Linked DNA regions of Mus musculus: regions 2 and 3 are each linked to region 1. Evidence: chromatin contacts called from public promoter capture Hi-C data. All regions are on one chromosome and are shown on one strand. The core of a region is the stretch at or near the end of the contact, and the rest is flanking DNA. Distances in the headings are between cores, read along the strand shown. Region 1 holds the start of Masp1 (mannan-binding lectin serine peptidase 1). Region 2 holds the start of P3h2 (prolyl 3-hydroxylase 2). Region 3 holds the start of Trp63 (transformation related protein 63).

Region 1 (2,871 bases), core at 252-2,751:
AGGAAAGACAAGAAGGGGTTACAGTAAATGTCAAATCTTTGCTCCCCCCAAAATACGTCAAGGAGAGCTATCTCAGGGTGGAGAATGTGTTTGGCACCTTGATTCAGGTGGCAGGTGGCCTTCTGCATGACTGAAAAGCAGCTCATCCTCAAATTCTCACTTGTGCCTCGTTACAGTTTCCATTCAGCGAACAAAGAGATGGGATCTGAAACAGTGCTGTACGCAGCCAGGTTGGTCAGAAAACATAGATCACCGTTAAAGTCTGGATCAGCATCTAAAGCGCTTGAAATAGTTCAGGACTCGGTTTCTCTGTTAGTGGATGTATGTGGTTTGCAAACGCCACGTGCTCTGTGATACGTTACCGAGACGTGGTGTCATGGAACCCATGAGAGATGGACTTCTTCCTCCCTTCCTAAGTGTATGACCACTTCCTCTGGGCACTTTCTTTACTGGAGTTATAATGCTACCACAGGCCTGGACAAGGTTCTCGAAGGAACGAGTGGGGCCAGGGTTAGCGCCCAGTGGCTCTTCTAACAGCTGGCTTGAGGTGGCAATGGCTCCAGAAGTGGTAGTGGGATCCTGGATGCCTTGGCCAGTCCTATAATCTTGTTAAGACATCATTTTCCCACCTGGAAAAGATCCATCAGAGAGAACCCTCAGAAGTTTGTGGAAGTGATTTAGACAGCGTTTGTGCCTGGCGCTGAAATGATGCAGGTGAGCGGGCCCACCCACCTCACACGCCCTTCAGCGCAGGCTGCCACTTTTGTGTGTTGGGGTTATTACTGTGGAAGGGCCTCTGTCGGACTGAGATGTCGGACTGCAGAGATGATACTGTGGTGGAGTTACAGTAGGGGTTAGCTGTGGAGAGGGTTATATGTGGTGCTGTCTTTAGGAAGAGGGCTCTCTTATTACTCAGCTCAGCATAGATCTGCTGTACGTTTCTCTATGGGGCCTGAGGCACTGACAGCACACAGGCACAGTTCTTTCTAGATGCATGGGGCACCTGGCTCTCTGGCTTTGCTGAAGCCTTTTTCCCAACTGGGTAAATTAGATCTCTGCATGCTTGCAGTTAGACAGTGCCACGCAGCAGCCTTTCAAGTGGGGAGAGTAAGTAGCCAACTGCAGGAACTGGTGCTCCCTCACCAGCGGGGCCAGCCACGAGGTTTTCAGAAGGAAAAAAAAAAAAAAAAAAAACCTGTGGATGTCCACGAACAGGCTGAGGCTTGGAATCTGCCTTCTTTTTTATAATCTCCTAGAACTGCCTTTTTAGTTGGCTGTTTCTGTTTAATTGTTCTTTTGCTGGGGTCCTAAAGTAGAACAATTATAGCCATCAGGCAAGGGAGGCTGAAGAGAAATTACTCTCTCTCTCTCTCTCCTCTCTCTCTCTCTCTCTCTCTCTCTCTCTCACACACACACACACACACACCTCTAAGTCTCTCAGATTTTTTTCTCAAGGGCTGCAGTCCCTCCCTAGGAGGGGACTGGCTAACAGATCTTGCAAGGAAACAGTCTGTCAGGTCCCTCCGAGTGTACATAAGCTCAGACAGAGAGAGGAGAGAGGGAAAGCCAGAGGGAGAGGGGGAGAGGGGATCTGTTGCAGGCAGGAGAAGGCGTGACCTGAATGGAGAATGCCAGCCAATTCCAGAGACACACAGGGACCTCAGAACAAAGATAAGGCATCGCTGACACCACACCGGGGACTGGGACGAGCTCACAGACAAGTCTGGCAGAAGGAACCAAAGCCAGGAGCTCACAGAGCAGGAAAATGAGGTGAGTGCCTGGTCAGGGGACCGAGTGGAGAGCAGCCCGCTGGGTCTGACCTTGTCTCTAGGCAGACTCACCTGCTTATCCTCTGGGCGGCTGGGGATGGGGGAGTCTCATCAATCCTGGGGGCCCTGTCCCTGGGGCACCTTCCCAGGGACTCCGGAGAGTCGCAACTTGAAACCAGATAGTTTGTGCAAAGCCTGCTCCTGGCGAGGCTGAGGCTCAGATTTCTCTCTCTGCCAGCACAGGGTGCTGCCTACTGGCCAATGCGATCCTCCTCCTCCTCCTGCCCACAAGGCTGATTCTTCTTTTTGCTGCTCGGCAAAGAGCACTGATTTCTTTCTCCCAACACTTTGAGAGTTAGATAATGTGTTTGTGTGTTTATATTTTTTTTTTCTGACCGGAAAAGACAACAGTTCCCCCCACAGCCTCACTTGTGGTTTCTTGAGCCTTCAGAAGTTTGCCAGTTAAACCTCAATTTAGAAAACTAGAAACCTGTCCCCATTTTACAGTTCCCTATAAATTCTGCATTTCTCACTGAAATCAGAGGCAGCTGGTGACATGAATCAGGCTAGGAAATGCACCAAATGGCTCTTAAAGAGACACCACAGTTTTTTTAAGGAGCATGTGGGATTCAGAAACCTACCACTTTAAATTCTAATGGGCTTGAAGCTCTTCAACCTTCCCTGTTTCTTGTGTCCCTTCATGTTCCTCACCAGGCATTTCTTATAAGCTTTACCAGAGTCTGAAACCCCAACTATCCTAATTATTGTTATCACTTGTAAGTGTCAAAAAGAGCAAGGAAACACACTCTGGAGATGTGTTAAGTCCCTACACACCTATTTTCCATTCGCTTTCCTTTAAATCAGGAAAGTTTCTATTTGTTTCTTTTCTTCAGTCACCTGGTAACTTGCTCAGTCCAGGGCCAATAAAGAGTGAGCTTCCATCTGTGTAACTTTGGATTGCATTGACCTATGCCTAGGAGGAAGAGCTGTCTCTAAAAGTTCATTCCGTCATTCTGATCTTGTAAAGTTGTCCTTTGGTTTTGTTCATTTTTCCCTTCTTCTGAAACAATGGCTTTTCTTCCTTTGTACTGTGGAATGATAT
Region 2 (2,871 bases), core at 230-2,729, 2.6 Mb before region 1:
CTGTCTCCTAGATAGCATTTTTTATTCCGTGTGCTTCAAACCCTTCTCCAAATAGATCCATAATTTTAGACTCTGCCACCTTTATCTGAACAGTTCATCACCAGGAGAAAAAAAAAAAAAACTCTTTGCTAATTCTGGAGCACTGACCATCTAAGGCAAGATTTGCCATGAATGGAAATAGACAATTTTGAGAATTTTGGTGTAAAAATTAATATGTACATGAATCAGTTTTTTTTTTTCAGAGTTATTTAGCCAGCGCGGTTCATGGCCAAAAGGGTGAGAAACTCAACAAGAAGAAGGGAAAGGTTGCGACACTAGCCACCTTTTTTGAATAGTGACCATTTTACACAAAGACTTTCTTCAGCAAATTCGGGTCAGTTGGACAATATATGCGGTTCTTTCCCGTTGGTTATCTTTCCAATGGCCCAGAGACTGAGGTGAGATTCCCACAGACAGTTCCAGACAAACAGAAGTCCTCCCAGGGAATTGCAGGCTGGACTCCAGAGTCTAACACACTTTCCCCCCCTTTTTCTGGGAGTGTGGAGCCAAGGGACAGAAAAGAGGGGAACACCTTGGCTAAGAAGGTATTTATGACCCAACAGACGGGGAGGAACAGGAAAGCCTCCAGCTAGTTCCTTGGACTCTGGCAGCTGTTTCTGTCAAGTTTCCCACTTCTAGATTGATGTTCATTGCTTAAGTCCTGGGGTACTGGGTTTGTTAAACTGACTCTTTGTTCAACTCTCACAATAGGGATTTATGTCTGAATATCACTGGACATGTTGGGCATTTGGCTGCTTTGGATGAGGTAAGTAACAGAGGCCCAGTGCACATCTGGAAAACTGCCAAAGGCAGAACTTAATGTACAGCTCCACTTTCCTCCAGCGGTCTGAACAGGAAACTCGGGTTATTTATCGTTCTTGCCCAGTCTTCACATTCAATACAGGAACACATCCACACTTAGCCATGGGAGAAAGCAAGAGGGAGGAGACCCTGCCCTACAGGAGGGCGGGAAGCTTCTATTTTTGTGGGGCAGAGCTAGGTTCATCCTTTGCTTATTCTTAGCTGTATAAACTTGGGCAAACCCCTTTCTCCTCAAACCTACTCAACTGGCCAGGGGCCCTCCTCCCCTTCTCTAGAGCTTTTCAGGCAGTCTGAAATGCCCCTTCATGTTGCATCTAAGAGTGAAGGACTGCAAAGAGCAAGTCCACATAGATTCCAGAAAACGACTGTGGACCTCACTTCCCCAAGTGCTGAAGATAAAGCAACACCATCGTCTTCTGCCACCCACAAGGGACCCCACACGCAAAACTTGTCCCCAGGGGTCGGCCTCTCAGGACTGTGCTAGCTCTCAGGCAGCTGGAGCGCGGCTCGCGGAGGCTCGGCGGCAGGAGGAGCGTGTGAGCTGGAGGCGTCCCTTTAAGAGCGGCCAGCTGGGCGAGCCTCCGCCTCCAGGACCGCAGCGCTGCCGGCGGTCACCTGGGGCTGTCGCGCAGCGGGATCACGGCAGGATCGGCTCGCTAGCCCTCGGAGTTGGAGCGGGGCTCGAACGTGAGTTGCGGTGGGGCAGGCAAGAAGCGCGACGATCTCCCTCCACGGGTCCGGCGGAGGATGCGGGAGAGCACGTGGGTGTCGCTGCTGTTGCTGCTACTGCTGCCCACACCGCAGCGGGGCGGCCCCCAGGACGGTCGCCGGTCCCCGGAGCCAGAGCCCGAGCGCGGCCCGCTGCAGCCCTTCGACCTGCTCTACGCCAGCGGCGTGGCTGCCTACTACAGCGGCGACTATGAGCGAGCGGTGCGGGACCTGGAAGCCGCCCTGAGCAGTCACCGGCGCCTACGGGACATCCGCACGCGCTGCGCCCGCCACTGCGCGGCGCGCCGTCCGCTCGCGCCCCCCGGCGCCGGCCCCGGAGCCGAGCTGCCCTTCTTCCGCGCGGTGCTGGAGCGGGCGCGCTGCTCCCGCAGCTGCCAGAGCCAGCGCCTGGGCGGCCCCGCGTCCCGCCACCGCGTCAGCGAGGACGTGCGCAGCGACTTCCAACGCAGAGTTCCCTACAACTACCTGCAGAGGGCCTACATCAAGGTACTGAACGTGGCTGCGCCCATCGCGGGTGACCCTAGGGTTGGCTTTGTGGGATAGGGGGTGGGGTGGGAGGGAGCATTGCTCTACACTCCATCCAGCCTTTCGCAGTGGCTCTGCTTTGCGTGCAAGTAGAAGCCCAGAGACTAGACTAGATGAAAGTGGGCAGATCAGCTTTGCTCTCTGTCTCAGCGTCCTCTTCACTCGCAAAAATGGGCTGTGCCAAGAAGAGCATATCAAAAGTGTCTTTCAACACTTCGGTGGTTGTGCTCTACCTAGACCTAGAGTAAATTCTTTGACATAGCCCACTCCTGATCTCCTTTTAGCTATCCCTCTTACTCTGCAGTCTGATCTTCTAAGTTTAAGAAACGGCCCTAAACGGTCCTAAAAGTTATTTCTCTTCAACTAAAGAAGAGCAACGAGATAAAAAGTCGTGGAGGAATGATGCTTGAAGCTGTATGAGGCAATCTACTGAAAGTGCGGATTTCTTTGGTACTGGTTTAGGTTCCTGGGGTTCCCACCATTTAGGACCACTTCACCTCAGATGCCCAGCGCTCTCTGCTTTTACTTGCGTCTATGTACCTTCCCCGGAGTTGCTGTCAGGAGGTATACAATCAAAACTGGCATACCCCAGAGCCCCAGTTAAAAAGACCTAACTAGCTGCATGGCAAAAATGTAGAATGAATTACCCAGCCCCTCACTTCCACAAACTCATGTTTCTCAGGGTCACATTTCTTATGCCTATCTTTCTGAGTCAATATATCCAGGTCTTTCAGACAGCAGTGGGAGGAGTTAATA
Region 3 (2,871 bases), core at 114-2,613, 2.2 Mb before region 1:
TGAACTCTTGCTAATACTCCTTCTCAGTGCAAGGTAAATATTTTTCTACAAACACAAACAAAATTCAGTTTCATCACAGGTTTTAGGAAGTCATATTTGTCAAAAGATGATGTTTGTTTTGAAACAAATCAAAGAGAAAATATTCTTTAGAGCTAAAATGACAAGCCACAATCTGCTTCACATAACAATGGCTATTTAGTTTTAAGACAAAAATCAAAATTTCCAATGTTTATTTTGACTTGAAAATTGCCCAATAGATTATTATATCCCTGTCCAATGAAATTTCTTTTTCTTTGGTGGGTGGGACTGAGCATGGCACGTGGTACATTTTAAAATTTTTTAACATTTTAAAATGGTGTGACAATCTTAAGTAATATTTTAATTAATTCTTTGATAATCTCATCCCCCTCCTCCAACCTCCAACATCTCCCTGACCCTCCCACATCTTCTACCCGAGCTACATGCTCTCTCTCTCTCTCTCTCTCTCTCTCTCTCTCTCTCTCTCCCCCACTCTCTCTCCTTATAGAGTACAATAGTGTGACAAATTTAAAAACATGGATGTCTTCAAACTTTGTCACTTAGTAACTCAAGAAATAAAGTATAAGATAACTGTAGAAAAGATATCTACAAACCACTTTAAGTCCATACAAAGTCCAAAGTAGTATTATTATGCTCGCTAAACAAGGAGGGCTTCTTCAGTACACAGCAGAAACACTCAGAATACACCAGGCACACCAGTTCAGTTTTGACAGACGCCAGGTCAGATTTAAACTCACCGCTGGATGTAAGGGTCGGGGCAGTACTGTAGGGTGGCACACCGTGAAGTTTCAAAATTCATTTCCTTCAACTCTCTTTGATACCAACAGATGGGAAGCAATTCTATAAAATATACATATACACCTGAGAATATCTAGGTATGTAGCCAGGAGGCTGAAAGCAATAGGGTCAAATGCCATCAGACATAGAAGTTTAGACACTTCCCCCCTTTACTCAGATTTGCAAAGAGGCGGGGCGTTTCTTCCTTTCAGCCAATGAGAGTCTTCAAGTAACCAGAGCATCATAAACCGTCAATTCTTACCAGCTGGGCACCCCCTGTAAAGCTGTTCTTCCTCTCTGCCACAGTTTTAGAGCCCTTGACGTAGAGTGGCCACACTTGTTGGCAATTTGTAGGCATCTCTGAACTTCTGATCTTGCTTGGGATTGGGTGCTGGTATGAATGGCATCAGAGTTTAATCACAGAAGCCAGGACTTGTCACTGAGCTAATAAATGTCCCCCTTGCTCCAACTGAATAACATCTCCTTGTATCTGTATTCTGACTTGATTTGAGAGCTCCTGTCAGTTCTGCTGTGGCTACAATGTTTTGCAGAGACGCTTAGGAGACTTTTTTTTTTCTCGGCTTCTCCCTGCCCCACCCCCACCCCCTTCTGCCTCCCTTTCAGCCAACCGCCTGTTGTGGTCACAATCTCAAATAGCAAAGACAGGGAAATTCCTTGATTATATTTAACCTAGAACTCACTCTTCATTTCAACGAGAGAGAGAGAGAGAGAGAGAGAGAGAGAGAGAGAGAGAGAGAGAGAGAGAGAGAGAGAGAGAGAGAGAGAGAGAGAGAGAGAGAGATCATGTATATGTATTTAGAAATAGTTTCTGTCCCAAATAAAAGAAAATAGCCTGCAGTGATTTTTTTTAACCATACAGATATAAGTAATAGGATTTTTATGTGATATAAAAATAGGAGTTAATATTCTTTTACAATGTTTCCTAATTGTTTTATTGTTTTCATATTTATTTAGAATTATTTTAGATGGCCTGTCAATGGGGAAAAATAAAGTTTATTTCAAACTCTTATCATTCTGTCTCATTCTATTATGCCTCACTTTTAACTTTTTTTAGTCTCCTTCTACCTACTTTACTATAAAATCTGACATTCTTTATATTGTAAAGAATTATATATTATCAGGCAAAGTCTCCATGATAATGAATTTGTTTCCTTTCTGAATGTAGGCTGTAAACCAATCCTGGTTCTGTGGATTTAGAAATTGAATGAAATATGATTCAGAAGCTAAATTAGAATAGAGTCCAAGAGGGAACTAGAGCTGTGTGCCCAAGTGTCACTGACATGTTACGTACATATCTCCATTCATGCCACAGCCATAGACACCTGCAAACTAGTGACATCAGAAAATGTCAAAGTTGTGAGACAAGCTGAAGAGAAATCTGACATTTTCCTGTAAGAAATTCTGCTTCAAAATGTGTTCATAAAGATGTTTTATTTGTTGTTCCAGCCAGGGAGAAGCTATTTAAAACTTGACATTCTCTTTCTTAACTCAGACTGAGCGTGTCTAACATCTGTGAATTGTGAAACTCACACACATGCCGGCCTGCGCTCCAGCCAAATCTGACAGCTTGCTCTAAAAAAAAATGTTAAACTTGAGCAAAGATCGTTTCACTAATTAATTATAGATTTGCTCATTGGAATCAAGTGTTTGGCTTTCTTCCTCTGAGCAAATACAGATGACCTGATTATAAAGTTCTTAAATTGAGAATAATCAATTTCCTATGGCCATGGACTTGGGGGAGTTTCATCACACAGGGCCTGTCTACTCTTAGTTGTGAGATGAATCTCTGAAGGCATAGAAAGAATGATCTCCTAGCCAAAGGCAGCTTAAGCTGTCCCCCAGAACACAAGAATGGGAGGGGGTAATAGAGTTAATGCCAAAGCACATGTTTAGTGTGGAAAAGGCCCTGCCCTGCGTTCAGTCCTCAATCGTGAAAAATTAAGAAAGACTAGGACTAGGATTTCTAGTGGAGACTGTCTTAAATTTTAATAAACCCGCGAGTCACTTGAAATTCTTGTCCATGCAAAATCTGGT

The links. Promoter capture Hi-C pulls out the DNA fragments that hold promoters and counts their contacts. Capture Hi-C pulls out chosen DNA fragments and counts their contacts.
Region 2: a contact with region 1 is called in a promoter capture Hi-C map of hippocampal neurons, with 4 times the contacts expected there. The contact joins the promoter of P3h2 here to the promoter of Masp1 in region 1. A contact is called at or near these places in 1 of 39 promoter capture datasets (hippocampal neurons) and 1 of 115 datasets of contacts at active chromatin or transcription factors (extraembryonic endoderm stem cells).
Region 3: a promoter capture Hi-C map of liver shows a contact between it and region 1, with 5 times the contacts expected there. The contact joins the promoter of Trp63 here to the promoter of Masp1 in region 1. A contact is called at or near these places in 1 of 39 promoter capture datasets (hippocampal neurons), 1 of 115 datasets of contacts at active chromatin or transcription factors (astrocytes) and 1 of 9 other capture datasets (liver).

What each region holds. Positions count from the first base shown.
Region 1 is chr16:23,519,445-23,522,315 of GRCm38.p6, reverse strand. It overlaps Masp1 (mannan-binding lectin serine peptidase 1), which reads left to right and starts at 1,501. Exons shown (of 11, transcript NM_001359083.1): 1 at 1,501-1,770. The coding sequence starts at 1,766. It also overlaps a transcript of Rtp4 not described here.
Region 2 is chr16:26,104,421-26,107,291 of GRCm38.p6, reverse strand. It overlaps P3h2 (prolyl 3-hydroxylase 2), which reads left to right and starts at 1,479. Exons shown (of 15, transcript NM_173379.3): 1 at 1,479-2,076. The coding sequence starts at 1,609.
Region 3 is chr16:25,682,257-25,685,127 of GRCm38.p6, reverse strand. Trp63 (transformation related protein 63) reads right to left here and starts at 1,363. Exons shown (of 14, transcript NM_001127259.1): 1 at 777-1,363. The coding sequence starts at 838.